Linked DNA regions of Mus musculus: region 2 is linked to region 1. A link is a contact called in public Hi-C data. All regions are on one chromosome and are shown on one strand. The core of a region is the stretch at or near the end of the contact, and the rest is flanking DNA. Distances in the headings are between cores, read along the strand shown.

Region 1 (7,192 bases), core at 3,521-6,020:
CTTGTTTCCCATGTTATTTTGTTCCTTGTCGCTAAAACAGCAGCCAAAGCCACCACAGAAACTATTGAGTGGTCATCAATACAAATATCCCAAATATCTGGGGACATGCCTCTCTCTGCGTTTGCAGTTTTTTGGAGCAATTGAGATTTGGAAACAGCAACTCGTCCACTAAAGTGCAGCACGTGGGTGAGCATCGGCAAGTGCTCCGCCTGGGTTCTCAGACTCCCTTGCTCTCCCAAGAACTCTGTTTGCCCATTAGTGTTAAACGTCAGTTAGTGTTCTGTCCTCGTGGCTGTTTTGCTTGGATTTGTTGCTCAGCTCTGAAAATTGGCTCTGAGCAACAAATTGCTATAAAAGAGAAGCCATTTGTTTGTTGGTGTTTTTTCTTTTCTTTTCTTTTCTTTTCTTTTTTCTTTTTTCTTTTCTTTAGTGAAGTAAATGTGGGTGGGAAGGAGAAAGGGTGGCTGTTTCACTTCCTGTGAAAAAGGAAAGAAAGAAGGAAAGAAAGAAAGAAAGAAAGAAAGAAAGAAAGAGAGAAAGAGAGAGAGAAAGAGAGAGAAAGAAAGAAAGAAAGAGAGAGAGAGAAAGAGAGAAAATTAAAGAAAGAAAGAAAGAAAGAAAGGAAGAGAAAGAAAGAAAGAAAGAAAGAAAGAGAGAGAGAAAGAGAGAGAAAAAATGAAAGAAAGGAAGAGAAAGAGAAAGAAAGAAAGAAAGAAAGAAAGAAAGAAAGAAAGAAAGAAAGGAAGGAAGGAAGGAGAGAGGGGGAGGGAGGGAGGGAGGGAGGGAGGGAGGGAGGGAGGGAGGGAGGGAGGGAGGGAGGGAGGGAGAAGAGAGAGCATACTTAAAACCTCAGAGTATGGTTTGGTATTTTACCAAAATAAATATATGCATAATTAATTCTCTATCTTAGAGCTGTATAAAAATACAGAAGGCAATCTTTCCATGTTAGGGCACCACACATTTTTTGTTTATTTGTTTGTTAGATGAAACCAAATCACAGGCTAGCTTCCTCATCTGGCTTTTTCCCTTCAAGTGTTTTATGGCACATCTCCTTCATCCTCGGAACCTTTAGATTGTGCTGTGTGGACATAGAGAGGAAGTGGTAGTTCGTATTTATCGCCTCAAAAGTTGATGGTTTGGTAAGAGAAGGCCATGGAGCCAGCAGACTCCTATGGTGAACGCCTCTCCCTGGTGACGCTCGGTCTGCAGCCCCAGAATGTGTGCAGGAGACGTTAGCGGCTTCATATGTCGGGGAGTGGCTGGGCCGTGTTTGTTAAGACACACAAAAATGTGATTTTTTTTTGCATTTCTTTATGATAAAGTTTTTTTTATTTTTAATGGATAGTTTAAAAAAGGAAGATTTGGATAACATAGCTATTAGATAGTTTACATACTATGCATTAGTCTATTACATATGTGTGAATTAACATACATGAAGTGTCACCCCGATTGCCGGTGCTATAAAAAGCACATAGTTTCTTAGGAAGGGCAAGATGACTGAGTCTGACTCTAGAGGGTTTAAGGCCTTAGCTGACTCTTCCATAAAGTATGGGGCAACACTCATGGCTGTAAGTGGTGAGCTTGTCCTCCCCCAGGGTGAAATCTGTTGCAAGGATCAGCCACCATGTACTTTAGCATTTCCCTTGCATACTCATGGACACATACACAAAAGAAGGCAAGCGCTGGCTGCCTTAGGCGGTAGTGTGCACACTCCTGGGTGATGATGGAGGCAGCTTCAGCCATACTTGTAACATTGCGTTTGAGTGATGGCTTTAAATGCTTTTTTTTTTTTAGCAAGTCACATAATTAACAGATGTCATATACATGCCTTTCATAAGTGTTCAATTGGGAAAAACAACGCCAAGTGAAGAGCTGAGGTATGTTGTAGCTTCTCCAGCTGGGCCTGGTAGGAGAGACAATGGCTGCTCCGTACCTTGGTCCTCCACTCGTCACTTCGTCATGGCGTGACGCTGTACGCTTACTCACTGGTGTGACTTACATGGTCCTTTCAGACCGATGACTGCAAGAGCCTAGCTCCTGAAGACAGTAGTCACCTCCCAACAAGTTCCTCCCCAGGACTTAGAGCAGTTCTCCCAAACAGCTCTGTCCACGGTGCCACCACAACCCTCTTAGAGAAACCGCCCCCACCTCCCCTGCCTGCCTCTGTAGGTCCAGGAACTTCGACAATCACCTTGGCCAGAAAATAATTAAATGGAAGTAACTAACCGTGGAGGGAAAAATAAGCTCAACTTTTACCTCCAGTCTGGAAGTGATAATTGCCAGGTCAGAGAAGTTCGTCCGTAAGCCATAGCTAAGGCAGTTGGCATTAAAGGAGCTCAGGGTGTGTGCCCACATCACTCGAAAATATAACAAGAAGATGCGTGGTTTAAAGAAGGGAAAATGGCTTCTAAAGCTGAGCCTCTACACTGACTCTTCCTGGAACATCCATGAGGCACTTACCATGTGCCCTGACCGGCACAGTTACAACCGCTCTGGCAGGTGCGCACAGTTACAACCACTCCAGCAGGGGCCTTTTCTTGTATTCATCCCATTGTATCCAAAAGACTCAGAGAGTAATTAGCTTCCTAGAAGTAACATTACCAGTAAGTTGGAAAGCTGAGATGGGAAAAGCCTTGAAGTCTCTGGTCTTAACTAGATCGCCAGATCTCTTCTGGGTGTGGGGGATTGGGGTGTCTTTGGGGCTGCACACCTGGGAAAGCCGTGGCTGGCAGCTTTCTTTGCTACACTTTCCTTGGACCCTGGACATAGCATATGGACTTAAAAAAAAAAAGCCTTGCTGAGTTTTTCCTCTCAGGAAATGAACAGTTTCATTTTCAAAGAGAGGATTCTAACTCAGCCAAGGAAGCCAAGACGGGCACATCCATGACTGGCAAAGATCAACAGAAGGTTTTGCACGGCTGGATGGTGTTCCTCTTGCCTGTGCCCCTGATCAATTGCTCCTTCTAGTGGCCCTTCACACAATCAGCGTCACCGTTCACAATGAGGATCTGTTCAGTTCCTGGTGATGGGGCGCTGATGGGAGCTTACAAAAAAGGATACAGAGTTACAAAGTTTCTCACATTATTGCATGGCTAGCCTGAAAAACAAAGGAAACAAACCCTAGTTCTTCTGGGTGGTAAAGGAAAATACTACACTATATGGTGTAAAAGGGACCTTAAAACCCACCTCCAGGTGACATCCTTGTTGTCTTTGGATCGTGCCATTTCAGTGACTGTAAACAGAGCTGGGTGAATGGAACACACAGACCTAGCCCAGTTCCTGGATATGTTTTGCTCCGTTTAAATTTTGCCTTGCTTTGATTTTGACTTCTTATTCTAAACAGCACCAAGAGAAGCATCTTTGTATCCGTTCCTGCTCCCACATCCCCCAGCCTCCTCAGGGTAGTTCCCTGCGATGGAATTTCTATGGAGTTGGTCTCTCTCTTATGGCTTGTTGCCGAACCTCCCACAAGTGATAATTTATTGAGTATCGCATAAAGGGCTTGCTTTCTGGGGTTTAATATTCACTGGCTTTGAAGGCGCCATCGCAGCCTGTCATGTCTGGGGGCTTGCAGGTCCCCTCTGATATAAATCAAAACATTTGAGTTAACAACATGAGGCCTTGTCAGTCACTCACAAATTGTAGGAGCCTCCTCTGTCTTTGTCAATAACAAAAGAGAGAGAGAGAGAGAGAGAGAGAGAGAGAGAGAGAAAGAGAGAGAAATTACCCCCAAATGGCATAAAAAATTAGGAATCAGACAAGGAGTCATGAAAAGAAGACATGTGTAATGGCTGAAGGATCTCAGATGTGGGAGGCAGTGCATTCCCTGGGCTTGAGCTGCTTGGAGAAAAGGCTTGCAGCACCTCTTGTCGCTGTGAGGTGCCAGGGCAGCCATACTGAGAGTAGGCGCAGGGAAGACACTCACTGCCCCTGTGAGAACTGACCCTCAGCTCCGTCGTAGGAAGCACGGTTCGTCATCCTTGGTAGAAAGAAGGAATCACATCGTCTGATTTCCTTTTGTCTCTGCAAAACGGTTCCAGTGTTCAGCTGGTGGGTTCTGCACCACGCTGAGGGAATTCGGGTAGGGGACGGACACCTTAGTCCAAAGAAGTAAGACACAAACAGCACACACAATCTTCATTCTTGGTGAGTCTCCACTGCAGAAAGTCAAATAGGTTATGAAAGCCAAGGTTAGTAAAAGAAAAAAGGAAAAGAAGCAAGAGAAAAAAATCCATAGCCTCTTCTCTTGGAGAGAAGAATCTAGTCATGTGCCTGATACACACAAGACTTAACCCTTGCTGGTTCTGGGCGTTCCTTTTCTCCTGCTGCATCCCATGCTGCTTACCACAGAAGGGAATTATCCCCGCGGGCTGAAGTCCAACAGCCGTCAGACTGTGAACGCGTTACTGCGCGTCTCTATTTAACATTAGAGCCGATAGCTTTTTGACAGGTTTATCACAGATGAGTTCAATGGCCAGTCATGCAGGACAATTATGTTTGAGCTAATTTGATGAATCAACTTGATGTTCTCCCATGGTCCCCGCAGCCCTTTGGAGCGTATGTGCCCAATTCACTCCCCACCAGAGGTCAAAAAGGAGCTTTGAAAGTTGGGTAATAGCATCACATCTGAGGGACTGTCTGGTTAAAAAAAAAATGCTCTTGCCTGATGCCAAGAGTGGGGAGAACCATTTGGTAATATCATTAGAGACATCTGCCAGGCCCCTGTCAGTTGTGACATAGGATTCCAGAGGCCAGCAAGTGTCCTGTGAGCCTGTGAATAATTTTGTGGTGAAGCAAGCACAGAGTTCATCCTCCAAGCATTTAGGGGGTGTCAGACCCTGGGGAGAGATTATTTCTCGTTGCTGGATTGAGTTTGAACTGGGTTTTTGAGAACAGACAAGGAGGCATAGAGAATTCCTGGGAGCCCCTTTCCCCTCCTCCTTAGTAGCTTTTCCCAGCTCCCTGCCTTCCAGGAGGCTCCCAGCACAGCACTTGAAAGCAGGGTAGCAGGAACAAGAAACACAGCCAGGCACAAAGCTCACCCTTACCACGTCTCTTCATTTCGCAACGTGGGACCAATCAGTTATCATTCTAGAACTCTCCCCATCCTGTGAAACATAGATAACAATGGTCCATGCTTCACCAAGTCGCACTGGAACCAAATACAGCCACATACCTCAGCGAGACATTTTTCTCGAGGGTAGCTCATGTGCGTGATGGTGGCCTTGTAAAGGTTACAGAAAACCTGGACTCTTCCTGCAGCCCGTGATCGTGTCACCACTGTAACCCTATAGGGGATTCCTCCTGTGTACCTGGGGATGGCTCTGTTAAGAAAAAGAAACCTACCCAACTGCCAGTCATAAAGAAGTAGAGTATGCCAGCAAGGTTGCTCAGAGGGTCTGGTGTTTGCTGTCAAGTCTGACAACCTGAGTTCGAGCCTCAGAGCCCACACAGAGATGAAAGGAAAGTGTCCACTCCTGAAAGAAAGTTATATATGTCATCTAACTTCCACATGTGCCTCTCTCTCCCTTTCTCTCTCTGTCTCTCTCTCTCTGTCTCTCTCTCTCTGTCTCTGTCTCTCTCTCACACACAGAGAGAGAGAGAGAGAAAGTGAGAGAGAGAGAGGGAGAGAGAGAGAGAGAGAGAGAGAGAGAGAGAGAGAGAGAGAGAGAGTGAGTTTCAGTACTTGGGAAGATAAGGCAGAAGGATTCCGTGAGTTTCAGGTCAGACTGGACTATATAGTAAGTTCCTGGGCAGCCTGGGGTCTAGAGCAAGATTCTGCCACTGAGTGAGTGACTGGCCATACAACGACGCTGTGTTGGTGACAGTGAACAGTCCTATCCCTGAGTTGTGGCTCTGTAATCTTTGTGCTTTGAAGACAAACTTGACTATCAACAGACTTCCGTGTTTTGCCAGCAGCAGCCTCACAGGTCTGGGGAATACTGATCTCTGGCTTGAGCCATTCCACCCAGGCTTCTCTCAGTGCCAGCTTTGAGGTCTGTATATGAAACAGACCAACTGATCCATGCTTCCCAGAGCCTTTCTCCATCTTGACAGCTCAGGACAGAACAGGACAGCAGTCCATGCAAAAGATTGCAAACCCAGCCTCAGACTCAGATTTCCAAACACTAAAATTCTCTGGCCTGCTGTAGACAACTGGACACCGGTAACTTTCTGCTGTCAGAACGGGCGGGCACAGAATTAATTCAAACACATAGTGTAAAAATGCTATTTTTTTAAAAGGGTGATTGACAGCTGGTATGATTTTCTCCAAAATCATTAGGAAAAAAAAAAACTCAAAAAACTATGACGCCATCAGATAGTAAACCCAAATTTTGATATTGAGGATAATGTCTTTTTTAATAGTTGAGAGTTACTTACAGGTAGAGCAAGCTACAGGCAGGCAGCTCACAGAACCATAAACCAGAGTTTCCGGAAGTTTTTACTCAATGAGTATTGAAGTGACAGAATGTGACATAAGTCTCCCTGTGCGTTGAGTGAAGGTGTAAGGCGAAGAGATTTAGGGTCATCACCTCCTACAGGGTGAGCAAGTCGCGTGATTGTGCCTGCGCCCTCCGCACTGGTCCATTGGAATGGGTGAGCTGGAGTTGTACAGACTGAAGGGCCAGGGTTGAGTCTGGCTCAAGGCTTCTGAGCTCATCGCCGCCCACCTCTCATCTTGTTGCCTCTCACCCAGAGCCAGATTTAGCATAGTAAAAAGGGCAGTAGTGTCAGCCCAACAGACTGAGTTTCACAGGAGAGCCATGCACGGAGGGAGTCATACAATATTCTCAGTACACGGTTCTTGGATGAATAGAATGAACCAATAAGTAATTGGCTAGGCTGAGCTTAGTTTACTGTGATAATAAGCCATGCAGTAGCAAACCACTAAGAGGGAGGCGATAGACAGTCACGGTGTAAGAACGCAGGCTGTGAAGTCAGGTGGCCAGGGTGTTGATCATGGCTAAGAAATACCAGCCACTTAGCCTTGGACAAATGATTGAATTACTCCAATGCTGTTTCTTCCCTTGTGCGTTGACTGTACTAGAAGGCATGCTGGAGTGTTGATAGTGGGTAACAGGTTGGTAACATATTCTTTTGAATAGCTTTTGCAAAATATAATGCCTGGTACAGATGTCAAAAATCCATCAACAAACACTGCCCCGAGTGCTCAATGCCAATGACAGAGAAC
Region 2 (6,917 bases), core at 2,263-4,762, 410 kb after region 1:
AGTATATTCAACCTGTCCTGCCCTAAAAACCTAAGGGTGAAGGCTGGGAGGTGTGGCTTCATCTGTAAAATGCTTCGCCTTGGATGTGTAAAGACCTGGTTTCCATCCCAGCACTGCCTCACGCTGGGTGTGGTGGCAGAGAGGACGAATCTTTCTGAGTTCCAGACCAGCCGGTTCTACACAGTGAACCGAAGGCCATCTAGAACTGCATGTCTTTAAAAATTAAAATAAGTCTCCTATTAGTAATTATGAAAGACAGTCATCATATCTCCTGGCCATGTAACCAAGCAAGAATTTAATGACTATCACTAAAGAGAGCACAGATTTCTGTGCATCTGCTGTTTGGTTTGAGGGTGCCAGCCAGAGGGTTCCAAGAATCCTGCTATGTTCCCCCAACTCCAGCTTGTTGTTTGAGACATGGTCTTACGAACTGGGGCACTACCATAGTTTAGGCAATGGTGGATCAAACTCAGGATCTCCTTCATGCTGGGCAAGTACTCTACCACTGAGCTACATCCCTCCATTCACTGTTTTTTATGATTTATTTATCTTATGTATATGAATGAGTACACTATAGCTATAGAGATGGTTGTGAGCCATCAAGTGGTTGCTGGGAATTGAACTCAGGACCTCTGTTCACTCTGCCCTACTCGCTCCGGCACAAAGATTTACTTATTATGATATGTAAGTACACTGTAGCTATAAGCAGACACATCAGAAGGTGTCAGATCTCATTACAGATGGTTGTGAGCCACCATGTGGTTGCTGGGTTTGAACTCAGGACCTTCAGAAGAGCAGTCAGTGCTCTTAACTGCTGAGCCATCTCTCCAGCACCCCCCCCCATTCCTTTTTTGTTTTTGTTTTTCGAGACAGGGTTTCTCTGCGTAGCCCTGGCTGTCCTGGAACTCACTCTGTAGACCAGGCTGGCCTCGAACTCAGAAATCCTCTTGCCTCTGCCTCCCAAGTGCTGGGATTAAAGGCGTGCACCACCACTGCCCGGCTCCATTCAGTTTTAAAACAGTTTTGGTGAATAGCCCTGGCTGGACCGACCATTTGAACATTGTTTATAGACATGGGCCAGCACGCCCAGCTTTGGTTCTCCAACCTTCTGTGGTCCACTGCTCTGCCACTAACAGCATTTCCTTTTGAAAAGCTAGGGTGCCGCACTGCTTTTTTTTTTTTAAACTGAGAATCCCATATATGTGTACAATTTATCCTGATCAAATCTACCTTCTGCTCCTTCCAACTCCTCCCATCCTCCCCAAGCCTCCTTCCCCACTTCCTGTGTTCTTTGCTTTTCGCATTCTCTTTAAAGCAGAGACCCCCGGGGAAGAAAACTGTGGACAGTGTGGGACTCTGTCAGTATTCCTCAGTGAGGGTGGGTGTCTGGTTTCTCTTTCTCTGGAGAGAGGCAACTGGACGCTTGGGAGATGGCTGGTTCCTTTGCGAGAAAAAGAACGGACAAGGAGCGCTGCTTTCCAGGGACCCTCGTTTACTTACTGATACCCTTATTGCGGAGGAGGGCACTGCGCATGTGTGGAAGCCAGAGGACTGTGCGGGAGACCATTCCCTTTCCTCCGTGTGGGTCCTATGGCCCAAACTCAGGTCCCCAGACTTTGAGACAAGCATCTTTTACCTGCAGATCCATCTAGTCAACCCTCTCTTTTTGTACTTTTAATTTACTTATGTGTGTCCATGGATCTGTCAGTGTATGTGCAAGAGCATGCAGGTGTCTGCAGAGGCCAGAAGCAAGCATCGGATGTCCCGGAGTCGGAGCCGTAATTACATCCCGGCAGTTCTGAGCTGCCTGACAGGTGCTAGGAACTTGGTCTTACCCATAAGCAGGCAGTGCTCTTAGCCAATGAGCCACCTCTCCTGCTTTCTCTAATCTTTTAGTAACAGCCCTTTGGGATTTCCTTTGGGATCCACTCCTCATAGTCCCAATAGATAAATGTTGGGGGTGGCTCATTTCCTGAGGATGGACAAAGATAAGCAATCTGGCCCAACCAATCAGGGTGCGCCATCTTCCGGGATACCATGACTAGTTCAGCCATCAGCTGTGTAACCAAGACCAGCCAATGATCATTTCCCTGGACTTATAATAAAATAAAAACCAGAAAGAAGGAAATTAAGTGACCTCCTCTCTTCTGCAGTCCAGTCTTTCCCTACAGCAGCCGTTTTCAACCTGTGGGTCGAGACCCTTTTCGGGCTGTTGAACAATCTTTTATCAGGGGCCGCATAATAGATAATTCTGCTTATCAGAAATTCACATTACAATTCATAACACTAGCAAAATTGCAGTTATGAAGTAACAATGAAAATAGTTTTATGGCTGGGGTCACCACATGGAGAATTTTCAAGAGTCAGTGCATTAGGAAGGTTGAGAACCAGGGCACGTGCTAGACTGGCACTCAGCTGCTCAGGGGGTAGTGTAAGTGGAGCCAGGGCTAAGTCCAGGTCCGTTTTAGTGGGTCATAGATAAGAATCTCAGAGCTTGCTGGGCAGTGGTGGTGCACGCCTTTAATCCTAGCACTTGGGAAGCAGAGGCAGGCAGATTTCTGAGTTCGAGGCCAGCCGGGTCTAGAGAGTGAGTTCCAGGACAGCCAGGGCTACACAGAGAAACCCTGTCTTGAAAACCAAAAGAGAGAGAGAGAGAGAGAGAGAGAGAGAGAGAGAGAGAGAGAGAGAGAGAGAGAGAGAGAGAGAGAGAGAGAATCTCAGAGATTTGGGGTCAGATGTGACTTCTTGTAAATGGAGTTATAGTTTTTATTTTTATTATTTTGAATTATATGCATGCATGTGTGTATGTGCACATGAGTTCAGGTGTTTTTGGAAGCCAAATGTGGGTGTCAGATCCGCCGGAGCTGGAGTTACCGGCAGCTGTGAGCTTCCCAGGGTGAGTGGAACTGAGCTCAGGTCCTCTGCAATAGCCACGTGACTTCTTCCACTAAACCACCTCTCCCGTATTTTGCTTTTATGCCTTTCACTATTTAATGACGTTTGGTGGCATTTCCAGGCTGCCTTGTTCCCCTTTTGTGAATGGTAATAGTTAACACTAATATAATTCTGTTGCTATATTTTTTTAATAACCTCCCTCCTCTGGCAAAATCAAAATATGGCATTCTGCGACGACACTAAACTGTTCAGTGCCGTTGGTCAACGAATTGTGGAAATCTGTGAAGGACTGCCCCAATACAAAATTAAGTCTTTCATTCTCTTTGAAATAATTACACCAGAGCAAAAAGCATACTCTGCCTGTGACAAAGTTCTCAGGGCATCCTTGGCAGTCTCCCCAAAATGAGTCTGCTGTGAACTCTGTCTCCACAGCTTCACAGATCAGAACCTTCCATTTGATAGCCTCGGGCCAGACCTGGTCTGTATCGGTCTGTATCCCACAGCCGAGGGATGCTGGTTCGTTTCCTGAACCTGGTCAGAATCCCAGGGACAGCTCTTCTAGGTTGCTCTTCTGGCCTTTGTCTCCAACTTGCAACCGGTTGCTCTCCTTAGCAAACGCTGCCCCCGTGTGGCCAAAAGCTGCGTAACCTGCACGAGGAACGGGGGACAGAGCTTCTCTGCTACACCAAGTCAGGAAGTTGCCCTCATCTGCTTCCTTTACAACCAAACCCTGACCTTCCAGAATTCTCCAGCGAAAAGTAACCCAACCTGACGAGGACTTCCCTTCAGTGTATCCTGACTTCATTGCCGAGGTCATAATTTGACCCTGGACCTTAAGTTTCCCGATACGTACCAAGGAGCAGAGGACGCCATACTCTGTGAGGTTCAGATATAAAAAATGGAAAGCAAGGAGTCAGCCAGATTGTTTGGAGAGTAAGAAGTGCCTGCCCCACGTGCCTGATGAACTAAGAGAGACTCCCCAGAGCCCACATAAAAGTGAAAATAGAGAGCCATCTTCAAAAGCTTGCCCTGTGACCTCCAGGGTACCGTGCCACATGTACCTACGCAAGGCACCCTATGTACACATACAATAATAATAGTCAAAGAAACAAGTGTTAAATGCACAGAAGCATCCGAGGTTGCTGGGCACAAATAAAAGTTCAGGAAACATTTGCTATATTTGGGGTGGGAGGGGGGGGCAGTTTTCAGGATTGCTTTTAATATTTTTATATATAGGTATCTGCATGCGGGTATGTGCACATGTGTGCATGTACCCAAGGAGACCACAGGGACCCGGTGCCCTGGAGCTGAACCCCAAACTCCGGGCTTCTGAAGAGAAGAGCATCTGAAGAAGAGCACTGGTTGTTCTTAAGGAGAGAACTGTCCCCTGCAGGGGGTGCTCTGGCTCCCGCTCACAGGCCCTGGCATTCACCCCCAACGAAGATGTAATTTCCTTTTCTCTTTTAAAGAGCTGCCTTAACAGAAAATAACGGACGGGTTTTTGTAAACTTGTTTTTATTTATTTTTTTTAAAGATTTATTTATTTATTTATTTATTTATTTATTTATTTATTTATTTATTTATTATATGTAAGTACACTGTAGCTGTCTTCAGATACTCCAGAAGAGGGCATCAGATTTCATTACGGATGGTTGTGAGCCACCATGTGGTTGCTGGGATTTGAACTTGGGACCTTCGGAAGAGCAGTCGGCGCTCTTAACCACTGAGCCATCTTGCCAGCCCAACTTGTTTTTATTTTATGCATATGTGTTTTGCCTGCATGTGCCTGTGCACTGCTTGCTTGCCCAGTGTACACAAAGGCCAGAGAAGAACATTGGGTCGCCTGGAATGGAAGCCACCAGTGGTTGGGAGCTGCGACGTGGGTGCTGGGAATCAAACCCAAGCCCTCTACCAGAGTGTCTCACACTCTTAAGCTCTGCACCATTCCTCTCGCTCTGTCTAGGTTTTGAGACAAAGGCTCAAGTCTTGGTAGCCCAGGCTGACGCTGAAGGCTGGGGATTAGAGTCATGTGCCATCACTCACAGCCGAAGACCATCACAGCTGGGCTTGTTGACTCTAGACATTTCCTCTTAGAAGGACAGAACAGGGAGGCTCGTGACACCCACACTGGCATGACACCCACACTGGCATATACACCCTGCCCAACTAGCTGTATGTTATTCTGCTCTAACTGTCCATGGGGTTAGCGAGCTAGGAGGTGGTGGGAAAGGATTCTGCAACAGGGCTCAGTCTATGTGGCCCCTTGGTAGCCTTCATCCCTGCTAGGTGCAGACCGTCCAGTGTGGCTGTTTAAGATCACCCACACACCTGTTGTTAATCCCTCACCCTCGGGGTGAACTTTGTTGGAATCACACCTTGGTTTGTCATTGGGTCCTCAGGAGTAGTGAAGGAATTTTCCCAAAAGGAAGGAATTTTAGCAACACAGTGCATGCCTGTAATCCCAGCACCCGGGAGGTAGAGGCTTGTGTAATGCCTATGCGGGGAGTTTGAGGCCCAAAAGCTTCAAGTTTGTTGTGCTGAGCTGAACTCTTGAACATGGCAGTGGTCTGGCTCAGATGATAACCCTTTATACCACACAACTCCAAACCCAGAGAATGTGGTTCTGAGGATGGGACCTAGGGTTTGCCTGTTACCAGGCACTCGCCAACTAAGCTGTTTTTGGTTGTTGTTCGGTTTGCTTGGCATTTTGTGTGTGAGAATGGGAGTTGGTTTTGGGACAAACAGCAGTGTAGCACTGGCTGGCTTCAAAGATGCTCAGTAGCCAACCTTGACCTTGACCTTGACCTTGACCTCCTGATCCTCCCGAATCCTTCTACCACCTCACCAAGTGCCTTTGAAATGGAGAAGATTCAAACGCAAGAGTGACTAGACACGAGTTGAAGCTCTGCAAAGGTCACCACCACACACAAGCACACATGCACATACATGCACACACACATTCATTCACACACTCTCCCATACACTCACAAACACACACCACACAAGCTCGTACAGTCATCCAATCAGGAGAAAAGGCAGTGGAGGAAGGGTGAATGTAGATCCTTATTTTCCACTATCCAGACTTCAGTACTATTGGGGGATTTGAACCATTGACAGACTATTTGACTTGGTAGATTTTTTTTATTGAGAGCAATTTCATCAGGATGGCAAGGGCTGTGAAAAATACTACTCGCGGACAGGATTGGCTGCCAGAGCCACTGTGCATCCTCTCGAAAACCCAAAGCCACATCACTCTGGTCACACAGAACTCTCAGCACCAGGAAGGAGCAGCCACAGAGTGCCATGTGCCTGATGCCAGCGCCACCGTGTGGCAAAGGTTTGAAGCTTCCGTTCACTTGGACTGAAAGATTTTTGGCCCGTTCCTAAACTTACGAGATTGATACGTATTAGCAAAAATGTCAGACACATAGGGAAACTTAAAACACAACCCTGTATCACAGTTGTAAGATTTGAGTGTATTAATTTGGACAGAATAAGATAGCAACTGAGCCACAACCATCAGTCAAGGTGGAGGCCAATAAAGATTGTCCCCAGCTACATGATAGTCTAAGGCCACCCTGAGTTGCATTAAGACCCTGCCCCCCTCCCCAAAAAAAGAGATTAAAACAAATTTTAAATTGGGGTGGGGGGGGTGAATTGAGACAGGGTTTCTTTGTACAGCCCCGGCTGTACTGGAACTAGAGCTATAGACCTGGCTAGTCTTGAACTCAGAGATCCACCTGCCTCTGCCTTCTGGATGCTGGAATTAAAGGCTTAAGCCACCATACCTGGCAAACACACACACACACACACACACACACACACGTGCACACACCAAGCCCTACAGGATGGAGAGATGGCTCTGTGGTCATGAGCACTGGCTGTTCTTCCGGAGGAAGAGCTCAGCTTCTAGCACCCACTCGTGGTGGCTCACAACCATCTGTGACTCTAGTTCCAAGGGATCGCATGCTCTCTTCAGGCCTCAAGCACCACGCACACAGGTGCACATGCATACATACATA

Evidence for each region. A called contact is a pair of places that touch in the nucleus more often than the background predicts.
Region 2: a contact with region 1 is called in a Hi-C map of the N1E-115 cell line, with 5 times the contacts expected there. The contact joins two enhancer-like sites. A contact is called at or near these places in 3 of 484 Hi-C or Micro-C datasets (the N1E-115 cell line, embryonic stem cells and myocytes) and 1 of 9 other capture datasets (embryonic stem cells).

Annotation. Positions count from the first base shown.
Region 1 is chr2:169,682,496-169,689,687 of GRCm38.p6, forward strand. The region is part of intron 1 of Tshz2 (teashirt zinc finger family member 2); the gene reads left to right. Among named protein-coding and RNA genes, the nearest start is that of Gm34344, 19 kb to the left of the region's middle. Within about 2 kb of position 4,771, at least 15 of the 459 cell types and tissues checked have an H3K27ac peak or open chromatin away from gene starts, as enhancers often do. A contact at or near this core is called in the N1E-115 cell line, where this site is marked.
Region 2 is chr2:170,097,844-170,104,760 of GRCm38.p6, forward strand. No RefSeq gene overlaps it. Among named protein-coding and RNA genes, the nearest start is that of Zfp217, 30 kb to the right of the region's middle. Within about 2 kb of position 3,513, at least 31 of the 459 cell types and tissues checked have an H3K27ac peak or open chromatin away from gene starts, as enhancers often do. A contact at or near this core is called in the N1E-115 cell line, where this site is marked.